3 separate regions of the Gossypium arboreum genome follow, and all the other regions are linked to region 3. A link is a contact called in public Hi-C data. All regions are on one chromosome and are shown on one strand. Each heading gives the region's core, a stretch centred on a gene start, on an enhancer-like site or on the middle of the called end of the contact. The rest is flanking DNA. Distances are from core to core; before and after follow the strand shown.

What was found. A called contact is a pair of places that touch in the nucleus more often than the background predicts.
Region 1: a Hi-C map of leaf shows a contact between it and region 3, with 6 times the contacts expected there. The contact joins the promoter of LOC108469034 here to the promoter of LOC108470152 in region 3. A contact is called at or near these places in 2 of 5 Hi-C or Micro-C datasets (both in leaf).
Region 2: a contact with region 3 is called in a Hi-C map of leaf, with 4 times the contacts expected there. The contact joins the enhancer-like site here to the promoter of LOC108470152 in region 3. A contact is called at or near these places in 2 of 5 Hi-C or Micro-C datasets (both in leaf).

What each region holds. Positions count from the first base shown.
Region 1 is chr8:36,127,822-36,131,453 of ASM2569848v2, forward strand. LOC108469034 reads left to right here and starts at 1,676. Exons shown (of 2, transcript XM_053018229.1): 1 at 1,676-2,356; 2 at 2,601-2,724. The coding sequence starts at 1,886. The coding sequence ends at 2,347.
Region 2 is chr8:36,030,921-36,034,511 of ASM2569848v2, forward strand. No RefSeq gene overlaps it. Among protein-coding and RNA genes, the nearest start is that of LOC128279812, 37 kb to the right of the region's middle. Within about 2 kb of position 2,066, at least 1 of the 2 cell types and tissues checked has an H3K27ac peak or open chromatin away from gene starts, as enhancers often do. A contact at or near this core is called in leaf, where this site is marked.
Region 3 is chr8:35,872,280-35,875,602 of ASM2569848v2, forward strand. It overlaps LOC108470152 (protein TRANSPORT INHIBITOR RESPONSE 1), which reads right to left and starts at 2,028. Exons shown (of 3, transcript XM_017771398.2): 1 at 1,282-2,028; 2 at 152-647. The coding sequence starts at 1,748.

The DNA.
Region 1 (3,632 bases), core at 426-2,925, 260 kb after region 3:
TCCACCTATTGAAATAATTTGTTAGCATAATAATATTTAAATTAATTTTATTATGGACATCATATCATCTGATGAATTTTACCTTGTTACGAGTGAGAATGTGTATAGGTAGTCCACTCGAGGACAGTAAAAATGGCAATTGGTACTGCACCCATGATTGCAATAGTAGAATGCAAACACCAATTTTAATTTTATATGATTGCATCGCTCGACACATTTCCCAGTATTATATCGCCAACACAACGGACCCCCAACTGAGTTCTTAGTTGACAAGTTTCAGCAGCGACATTAGATGGATGAGATTTTGTGACTTATCTAGAATTAGGATACCCCCGATAATTTGAAGGATGTACGCCCGAACGTGCTGTTCTCTTTTGACTTCAACTAAATCCTCATCTAGCCCTTCGTAGTTTCTTCTTAACCAACTCATTTTGGTCCTACCTCATAAATCGTCTCCAAAACCAAACCCTAAAGTTCATCGCATGCACCTCTCCAATCGGCCACGTGAATTGACCCAGTGACTACCGACTCATCCACCGATAACCGCAACTGTAACTACACGTCCTCCAAAGTGATAGTACACTCACCGCATGAAAGATAAAATGTATGCATCTCCGGTCTCCATTTCACCAACACACTTACGAGTGTTGGGTCCAACTTACACCCCCAACCTACAAGGGCCATGTGCGAAAAATCGGTTTCCCTCAAGTATAGTTCAATCAAGGGTGATTGAGGAGTGGGTAGATTACGAATATAACACTCCAAAATTCAATCTTTCGCACATTTACGAAAAAAAATTAAATTTAAATATAACAATGAAACAAAAAAATTAAACATTGAAATATATCAAAAAATATTCTTACCACTTGCAATTGATCAACGAAAATGTGCTTGTCATCAAAATGGATTAGAGATCCATCCATTTCTAATCTTGAAAAATAAGAATTAATTTTAATAAAAATTTATTTGCAAAAATATTAAGATAATTTTGATAAAAATATAATTTAGAGAGAAATAAAATTGAAGTAAGAATTTAACAGAGAATTTGATAGATTTCTTAGAGTGATTTGTGAATTTTGAGAGATATATGAGTGAAATTTGTGGAAATAAAGTAAGGGGGTTTTATAGGGTTTCGAAAAATGTAGTTGTTGGGGGTGATGAGTGCCAACGGCTATTTTAATTAACTGTGGGGAAAGTAGCCATTGGGGGGTTGCTATTGGGGAAAATGCTTCCAACTGGAAACGCTTTTAAATGAGTTGGCAAAAACGCGTTCTACTTAGAGTATTTTATTAGCAACACGATAAAAGCGTTTCTAGTTGAAAGTATTTTTCTACATTTCACCTGAAAATATTTTCAGCTAAAAGTGTTTTCATTAAATCAATTTATTCTTGTAAATTTCTCAAAAATTAACCTAATAAAGTAATTTTTAAAAAGTATTTTATTCTTTAAATAAAACAAAAAAAGAAACTGCCATAATAATAATAAAAACAATAAATGAGAGAAAATATATAATTAGGAACGTGGGGTTCTAGAAGATTTGATATTTATGTGATTGTTAAGCTTCTAGAAGGGTGGGACCTGGCCTACTCTGGTCTGAACTGTGATTCTATCAATATCAACCGTTGCGTTAGCGTATATTTATCTCCTTCTAGAAACCAAAATTTTCTTTTTCATTATAATAAAATTTTCCAATGCGTCAAACACGGTAGCAATAGCAATAGTAGCCCACCCTTCCCTCCTTCTATTTTATTTATTTTTTAATTATTACTTATGAAACTTTCTGATGTATATAGCAAAGGCTTAAATAACCCAAAGTCAGTACCAATAAAAATTTTCTTTTGAATTTCCGTTTTGTTTTTTGCGGTTTGGTAATTACAGATTATTAATGGGTATCCGAAGAAGAAGAAGTAAAGTTGTTGACGTGTCTTCTTTCTTGCTCTTCGAGGCCACCGGCGATTCGGAATCTGGTTGTAGTTCCGATCCAGCCATGGTTGATATCAGTCACGATGATGATGGTGATGATGATGATGCCGAGTCATGTAGCTGTGATATTGCACCTGATGTTGTTCATGGTGTTGGAGAGGTTGGTGGTAGCTTAAAAAACAAATTTGCAAATGTTGTTGAAGGTGTCAATGATGAAGATGATGACGACGATGACGATGGGGTGGTGGAGCAAAAGGAGGTTCAATTGTATAAAAAAAGTTGCAGGGATGATCAACGTATTAAAGGAGTTGGTGTGGGGAAAGAAAAGAAATCCTCTTCATCAGCTGAAAACTCAAACTCAAGCGAAACCATGAATGAGATGGAAAAGAACAGGCTTTTTTGGGAAACTTGTTTGGCTTCCTAGAAAATCTGGGTTTTCTTCCTTTTTTGGTTCTTATTTTTTTTTTCTCGCTAGCTAAACAAGCATTCATCAGTCGTCTTTTTCTTTTTGTTACATATCACCATATTTTTTAGTTCTTTCGCCTCTTAGGTTTTTCGTTATTTTTTAAAAAATTGAAATTGATGCTAATTGTAAATATATAAACATGATTTTATAAGGAAAAGAAAATCAAATGAATCAATAGATGTTTATTTCTTTCATAAATTTAATTTTGCAGTTAATAAAGTTTGCTGCAAATCTGAAATGGAGAGGTGGAGCAGCCAGGCAATGAATATTTCTGGCATTTTCTGATATGGATTCAAATTATGAATAAATGTAACAAAAATGCAGTAAGTTTTAGATTTACTTTCTTTTTTTGATAATGGTGTGTGATAAATATAAATATTTGTAAATATTGATAAAAATATCTATTGGTATCAAAAACTAAAATTGAAGTTATTTATTTGGTAACACTAAAAAAAAAAAAGTGAAACATTTGGTTAATCTAAACATATGAATTGGGAGTGGGTAGTAATTTGAATTTAAGTGACATTAGATTTTATTATTGTTTTATAAAATGGGGAGAGTGATTAGAATTGAACCCCAACTCTAAAATCACATAATTCCCAAAATTTACATGCCTTCTTTATAGTGTTTTGGTTAATAGAATTGGAAGCAGAATATAGGTTAAAAAAGACAAAATCACCTTATTATTTTAATAAATCTTTTCAACTTTATACATTTTTTTATTATTATTTAATGCATGTTGAACTAACATTGCAGTTGAAGCTAACCTTCAACTCAGTGAGTTTCCACATTAAATTCATAGAGATTAAAAACCTTCTACTTAAATGATTGCAGCTGAGAACTTACTTTCAAACACCAAAGGTTGCTGCAATAACAAGGGGTTGGGGTAAAATAGTAGATTTTCACTCTTCATTTTCTTTTAACTTTACCCCACATTATATATGTGAAAAGTACTCGTGATGTCGGGACTAAATCATATTAACTCCTATATTATTAAATGTACTATTTAAAAGAATCAAGCTTCAACTATCTTCTTACTTACTCTTAATATAATATCACTTCCTATTTTGACTCTTTTTTTTTTTTTTTTAAATTTAATTATACAATTGTTCAAAATGTTCTCTCAACCAATTGTTGAACATTTTGTAAAATGAAAATTTCTTCTTTTAGTCCCTTTAAAAGATACAAATTTTAAGTTAATCTTTTGAACCAACGTCATCTTCCATGATGGTGGTCGTCCTCC
Region 2 (3,591 bases), core at 816-3,315, 160 kb after region 3:
CAAGTGTAAAAACTAGAAACTTAAGCTCGTATGAGATAGGTACCACTAATACCATAAATAGGAAAGGTAAGGAAGAGGAGAAGATTTGCGGTGAATATACAAATTATATCGTAAAGAATCTACTCTATTACATCAAATATAACTAAGATTGATTCAAAACAAAACACCTACTAGAATCTAGGAACACAAAACAAAATATCATAAAAATAGAGAATCGATTATGTAATCTAGTATGTATTCTTATAAAAAAATACTTTAAGCTATAATTTTCATATTATTTTAACCAAAGAATAAGTTAACATGATTGAGTTCATTGATTAGAGTCGGGTATTTCTTATTTGCAAGGTTGTCAAGGAATTAATCTATAGGAGCTACTCTTAATGTTGTTGATTTGATAAGAGTAATTGTTAGACTTTTCTTGCAATTAATTTACGACTAGTCATTGATTAGACTCAATTAATTTAACGGGCTTATCATGAAGTTAGAAATTATGAGCTAATCATCATAAATTCTGAAACTAACCTGGTACATGAGGGAAGAGCTTTTTTGATTTGGTTAAATCTATTTTATTTTAAAATATTATTTTACATGATTCTACATTTTATTTACTATTTTTGCAACCGTTTAAATACTATTTTTCTTTTAGCCAAAAGATATTTTAACAAATCTGATTATTTCTGTCTCAATGGGATTCACCTATCTATTGATTTTAATATATTTTTAAGAGTAAAATAATTAATTTTGATGGATTCCACACTCATTACCTAACAAAAATTTATTCAAAAATAAACTTTATGGCTGTTCTTATAACTAACTTATTAATTAGCTTTTTATATAAATATAATTTCAATACGATTAGGTCATGTATCTGATAAAATCTAGTGTTGTATAAGATTCGATAAGCCAACCAACTTTTATGTTTTGAGGTCTAACTGTATCATCCTTTCCGCTTACCCATTTTCAAGGCCCACTAGTTAGATGGGCTAATAATAGTTACATCCAATCTTTTTCTTAAGATTTTCATTATTTTTGTAGATTCCATAATTAGTAGTAAAAGTCCTACTAGTTGGATTTAAGCCCGATTTTTGCATTTTATTACCATAATTTATATTTATCTAAACCCGATTTAATTTGAAATATGATTTATATTTATAAATAATTAATTTAAGCTTATTTTAAATCTATTCATATTATTATTTTTAATTTAATAATTTTATTTTATTTTATTTATTTAAAATTTATATATAAGCAATTTATTATCTTTTAATGTTCACATTATAGTATTATATATTACTATAAAAATTAAAATATGCCATAAGTCCCTATACTAATCATAAATTTAAAATTTAGTCCTTATACTTTCATTTTAGGAATCTAGCTCATTTACATTTTAGATTTCAAAATTCAGTCCAACTCTTAACACTAAGATTATTTTTTTAATTCATGTTCTTACAACATCATGCTTTTAGTTACATTACTACTAAGTTTTTTTTTAAATTTCAAAATGTCACACAAATAAATTTAACAAAAAATTAGCAACGTTAATAATTGAACTTAAATTTTGAAATCAAAAGTATAGAAACAAAATTCTAAATTTGTGAAAAGTATAGAAACTTATGACATATTTTAAGCTACTATAAATTTAACTTTTATGTGTTATAAATTACATGATAGATACAAATAATATAATGTAATACGGTTCATATTTGGTACATTGACAGTTTATTTTTTTTATTCCACAAGCAGTCTTAAAAATTTATAATATGTATTTTTTTAATATTTTACTATATTTCTATTGAACACTTGTTATCTTTCTAACTTACTCGTGGAGCCTAAATATTTCACTAGTAGTAGAACAAATATTTCTCAATGTAGTATATTAAAAACAAAAAAATAAGTCGAATTAAACTGAGTTTAGAGTCTTAAATATTCAAACTCAAACCCAAAATACTCTTGTATACGATCCGACGGACTTGTGGGCGTTGACTCCTTTTGTTAGCAGTGAGTATCCTACCCATTTTGTCTCACAATTGTGGGGTTTGGTTCCTTAGGTTTCTCACTGACAAACACGGTCTCCGATTGGATCCCTTTCCATTTGGGAACTAGAGTTTGCCCATGTTGTTTGGAGCTGAGCTCTTGGGCCATTTGAACCCTTGTTTTCCAATTATTATATATCGTTTTTGGGTTTTTTAGTCTTGGACTGTTCCTATTCTACTAATAAATAACTGGGCAAACTATACCAATTATCTTTAAATTTTTATTAAAATCAAATTTTAGTTGTTTAACTTTTAAAAGTTACATAATTATCATTAAAGTTATCAAAATATTATATTTTAGTCACTTATCCGTTAACCTCCCGTTAAGAGGATGATGTGACACGTTAATTTAAAGAGTTAATAATCAATTTAGCCTTTGAACTATAACTAAAATATCATTTTGATGCTTTTAAAGTTTTTCTTACTAATAATTCTAAAAAATTTAAAGGGTAAACTACTCAGATAGTCACCCAAGTTTTAACGTGTTCTTATTTTGGTCACCAATTTTTTGTTGTTGTTAATTTAGTCACCCTATTAGGTTAATTGTCATTTCTAGTCACTCCACCATTAAAATGTCTTGGTTACTAAACAAAATGTTGACATGGCAATCTTTTGATTTATATAATAAATTTAGCCTTTTAACACTTTAGATATTCTCATCAATTTATTCTTAATTCTAACAATTTCAACAAATTTAACCTCAATATAAGCACATTTTGTCAATTTAGTTTAAATTAAAAAATAGAACTTGAAAATATATCAAATTTATTATGAAAAGACATAAAATATAAATTATTAAATATATATATAAATTAACATAAAGGCTTAAATATGAATTTGGCTAAGGATTTAAATCAATATTTCATGAATTTTTAACAAAATATTTTAGGAATTCAACAAATTTTACCTTCAATTTCTCTTAAATTTTTTGAACAAATATTTCCTTTTCATCTTTAAACCCCCATCAAGCTAAACGAGTCATTTGAATTAATTTTTTTGAATCAATCACTACCAAATCCAACCAGCACCATGATCAAACAGTTGGTTGAGGGATTCAAATAAGAAAGCCTTTACTTATAGAAACATCACAAGTTTTATTTTGGTGGCAAAGTGTAGGGCTCTGAGGGATTTAAATGCTTAAGGCTAAGTGGTGCTTCATGATCGTTTTTCCTCATTAAGAAAAATGTGAAATTGAGTTTGAGTGTGTCTATATAAAAAAAAAATTGACTTTGGGTGTGGATTTAACGATGAATGCTCGATGACGAAGTGATGATGGATTTTTGGGTCTGGTAAAGTTGGGTATAGATTTGATATGATATTTAAGATTGTAAGGTTTGGTAGGAGTATTAGAACAATGGGAAGCCTAAAGATGAAGGGATGAGCGTTGTTTTACAAAGTTTATCCCTTTTGTTTGGTTGACCAGAAAATCTGGTAATAGGAAAGAAAATTTTGAACATTTTTTCTTGTAATTTTTTAATCGCAATGTTGTGCAGTTGAATATATCAAATGTAGGAGCAATTTTTGAGTTTTCATGGTTTTGAATTATAACTAAGGA
Region 3 (3,323 bases), core at 778-3,277:
ATTATCAGAACATGTTCCCAGCACGGTTTAAATCGGACCCATAGGCCACATAATGTTTTAATGTTTACAATACGGTCTTATCTCACGCCAGTCCTAATCTTTTTACTATAGGTATAAATTCAAATGCATAATGATACCGTAATGGACTTACCAACATGCGTTGCAAACTCGGACATTGGCTTACAAGCTTGGTAAGATCGGGATTTTGTATGGGAGCGTAGCTTAAGTTCAATGATGTTAATCTAGAGCATACAGAGTAAATAACTGGAAGGTAAGCTGGGACTGCATCCCAAAACCCGGACAAGCACTTTAATTCCTTGCAATTACAAAAAGCTTCAGCCAAGTTCGAGTACACGTCTGACCGTAGCTCAGCTGCATAGGTGCCAGTGCCAAATTCAATCAGCTGCGGTGCACGGGATAAAAGGTTGGCAATCTTATCGAGGGGCACTTCACGGTTGAGCAAAAGCCTCCTCAAGTTGGGACATCTACCAACTAGGCGCTCCAAGGCCGAAAAACTAACGTCATCGGATCCTAAGCAGGAAATGTTGAGAGACACAAGGGATGTGTATGTGTCAGGAAAATGGTTGAGCCAATGCCCACTCAAATCATCAACTTCACTGTCTCTCAAGTCCAGCTCTCTCAGATTCCTGTATCACAAAACCAGATTTGATTCATATAAACAAGGAATTAAAAAAATCGACCAAACCAAATACAAAATCAAGAAGAAAGTTTCTTTTTTACAATTGAACTTACAAGAGAAGAAATTTGCATATTCTTTAAGCATCTAATTGCTCAAACCATACAAGAAAATAAAGTTCTAATCTAGGAACAAAAAACAAACAAATCCCAAGATGGAATTAAAATAACATACAAAGAAGGATAAAAAAAGGAAAAATTTTGAAAAAAGAAATACCATAAGAATCTGCAGTACCAACTTGGAAAATCAGTCCCTACATCCTCAATTTACAAAATATATTATTCATCGTTTATACAGCAAAAGCAAAGCCCACGTTTCCCAGAAATAACCGTTTAAAATCTGGAAAACAACCCCCGAAAAAGAATCTAGGTATAGAAAACAAGAACAAGGAATCCTAGGGGGAAAGGGGCATTTGAAGTGAACAAAACTCTACCCTTCTCAAAAATCACAAAGAAAACAGAAATGTAGCTAAAACCAAAAACAAAAATTGAATCTAACAAAGACCCAAGGTTCAATTCTTTGTCTAATTGAAAAGCAAAGTAAAAGCCAAACAAACGAAGTAAAAAAGAGTTTATCAAACTCACTTGCAGCTAGCAGCAATGGCAGCGAGCCCATCAGTTGAAAACCCTTCACAAGAAAAGAGCACCAACACTTGCACATTCGTAAACGACTTAGCAACAAGCTCCAGGCTCTCGTCCGTGACAACCATTCGCTTAAGCCGGATCTCTTCGAGCCATGGATAGGCTCCAGCCATTTCCGATATCCATGGAAGTACGTACCCGCCCCAACCGTCCGGTACCAGATTGAAGTCCGCGAAGTGTGGCTTCCCTTTTAGCTCAATGGATCTGATATCCGGGAACCGTCTGATCACCATCGTAGGGCTGACGGCGTAACAGTTCCCCACGAATATCTTCCTCCGACACCACCGTTCGATCTCGTACCACGATTTGCACACCACCGACGCTGCGTTCCGGTCCTTGCCCGATTGTATGAACGAGAACACGTGCTCCAAAATCTCGTCGGGGAACGAATACGCCGTTTTCTTCTGCATTTTGAAAAATCGAGAAAGAGAAACAAAACACACACACACACGCGAAGAGAAATTAAGCCTTTTTGGATTAAAAATATACAAAAGAAGATACTCTTTTTTGCCTTTTGGTTTGCCGAAGATTGGGGTTTTCTTAAGCTTTAGAGTTCATTTTCAGATCTGAAACGCCATTAATGAAGCTTACAGTGAGAGCAGAGGTTAAGGAGCTATAAAGAGAGAGAAAGTGAAGTGATATGACAGATACAAGGTGAGAGAGGATAAGAATTTTTATTGATGTGTTGAGAAGGGTGGTTAGATTTTAACAATGGTTAAATATGTCATGTCAAATTAGGTCTAATTCTAGGTTTAGTCCCTTTAGTATGTTGAAATTTTGAAATTTATCTTTCTATGTATTTTTTACATAACTTTGTACTTTATTAGTAAATCCAAATTCAAAACCTCAATTGTTACTTTATCTCTTAAAGGATTTAAACATTATTGATTGAATTTTTATGTGATATAAATTGTATGATCATATAATACAAAAAAAAGTTCACGTTAACACTTCAACAATATCAACAAACAATTTTATCGAATTTAAATACACTAATAACATTATAAAAGTACCAGTAAGAAGCCAAGTGATAGGAAAAGATAGCCAATTAGGGTGATATTGTAAAAATTTATAACAAATCATATCAAATTAAAAATAAAATAAAATGATTAAATGTCAAATTTTAGTATTACCGGGGACTAAATCAGAATTATAGCGAAAGGAAAGATGAGGGTATCAATTTTTTGTGGGGATAACTAATGGACGTTTAAGATAGAGACACGTGGTGGGGGAGAGATGCGGGCCATATGATGGACGGTGTGAAGGGGAGATCTTATCCGTCGGCAACAAAGCGGAGCCGCAGAAAACGGGTGTATGGAAGAGCGTGTAGGGGCAGATGTTCAACGAGATTTTTGAGGAATATATCGGGAAGGAGATGGAACGACGAGATATTGATACGCGGAGGGCTGATAAAATGTGGTGATGTGTAGGGGAGAGTGGTGGTGCAATGAATCCCATGTTGCGCGTAACACGGCTGGATCGGAGGGATCTCGATATGCGGGGACCACAATAAAAGGGATAAAATATTATTATAATAATAATGACAAAAAGTCATAAACACTGTGATTGAGATTTCTCAATTTTGATTAATTCAAAATAAAAAATGATTAGAACTGAAATATCAAAACTTAAAAAGTAATGATGTTAATTATTAAAACACATAAGAAATATTAAAGTGCATTGTATTGTCTACCAGAGGCCATAATGAGGAGATGGATAATATTTTGTTTCTATTTTGACTTCATGGGATATGGGATAATCATGCCCATTATTATTCACTTCTATATTTAGTCTTCAATTAAACTAAACAAACTCCTTATTACAAACAATAATGATTCATTCTTTTTCGCCAATATTTGCTGAAGAGATAAAGAGTTGTATTTTCATTTGCATACATTAACCAAATAATAAACACAGCATATATATATATGTATATATATAATTTTGTGTAAATAAATGTTATAAACGTTGTTTTTTCTTTTTTT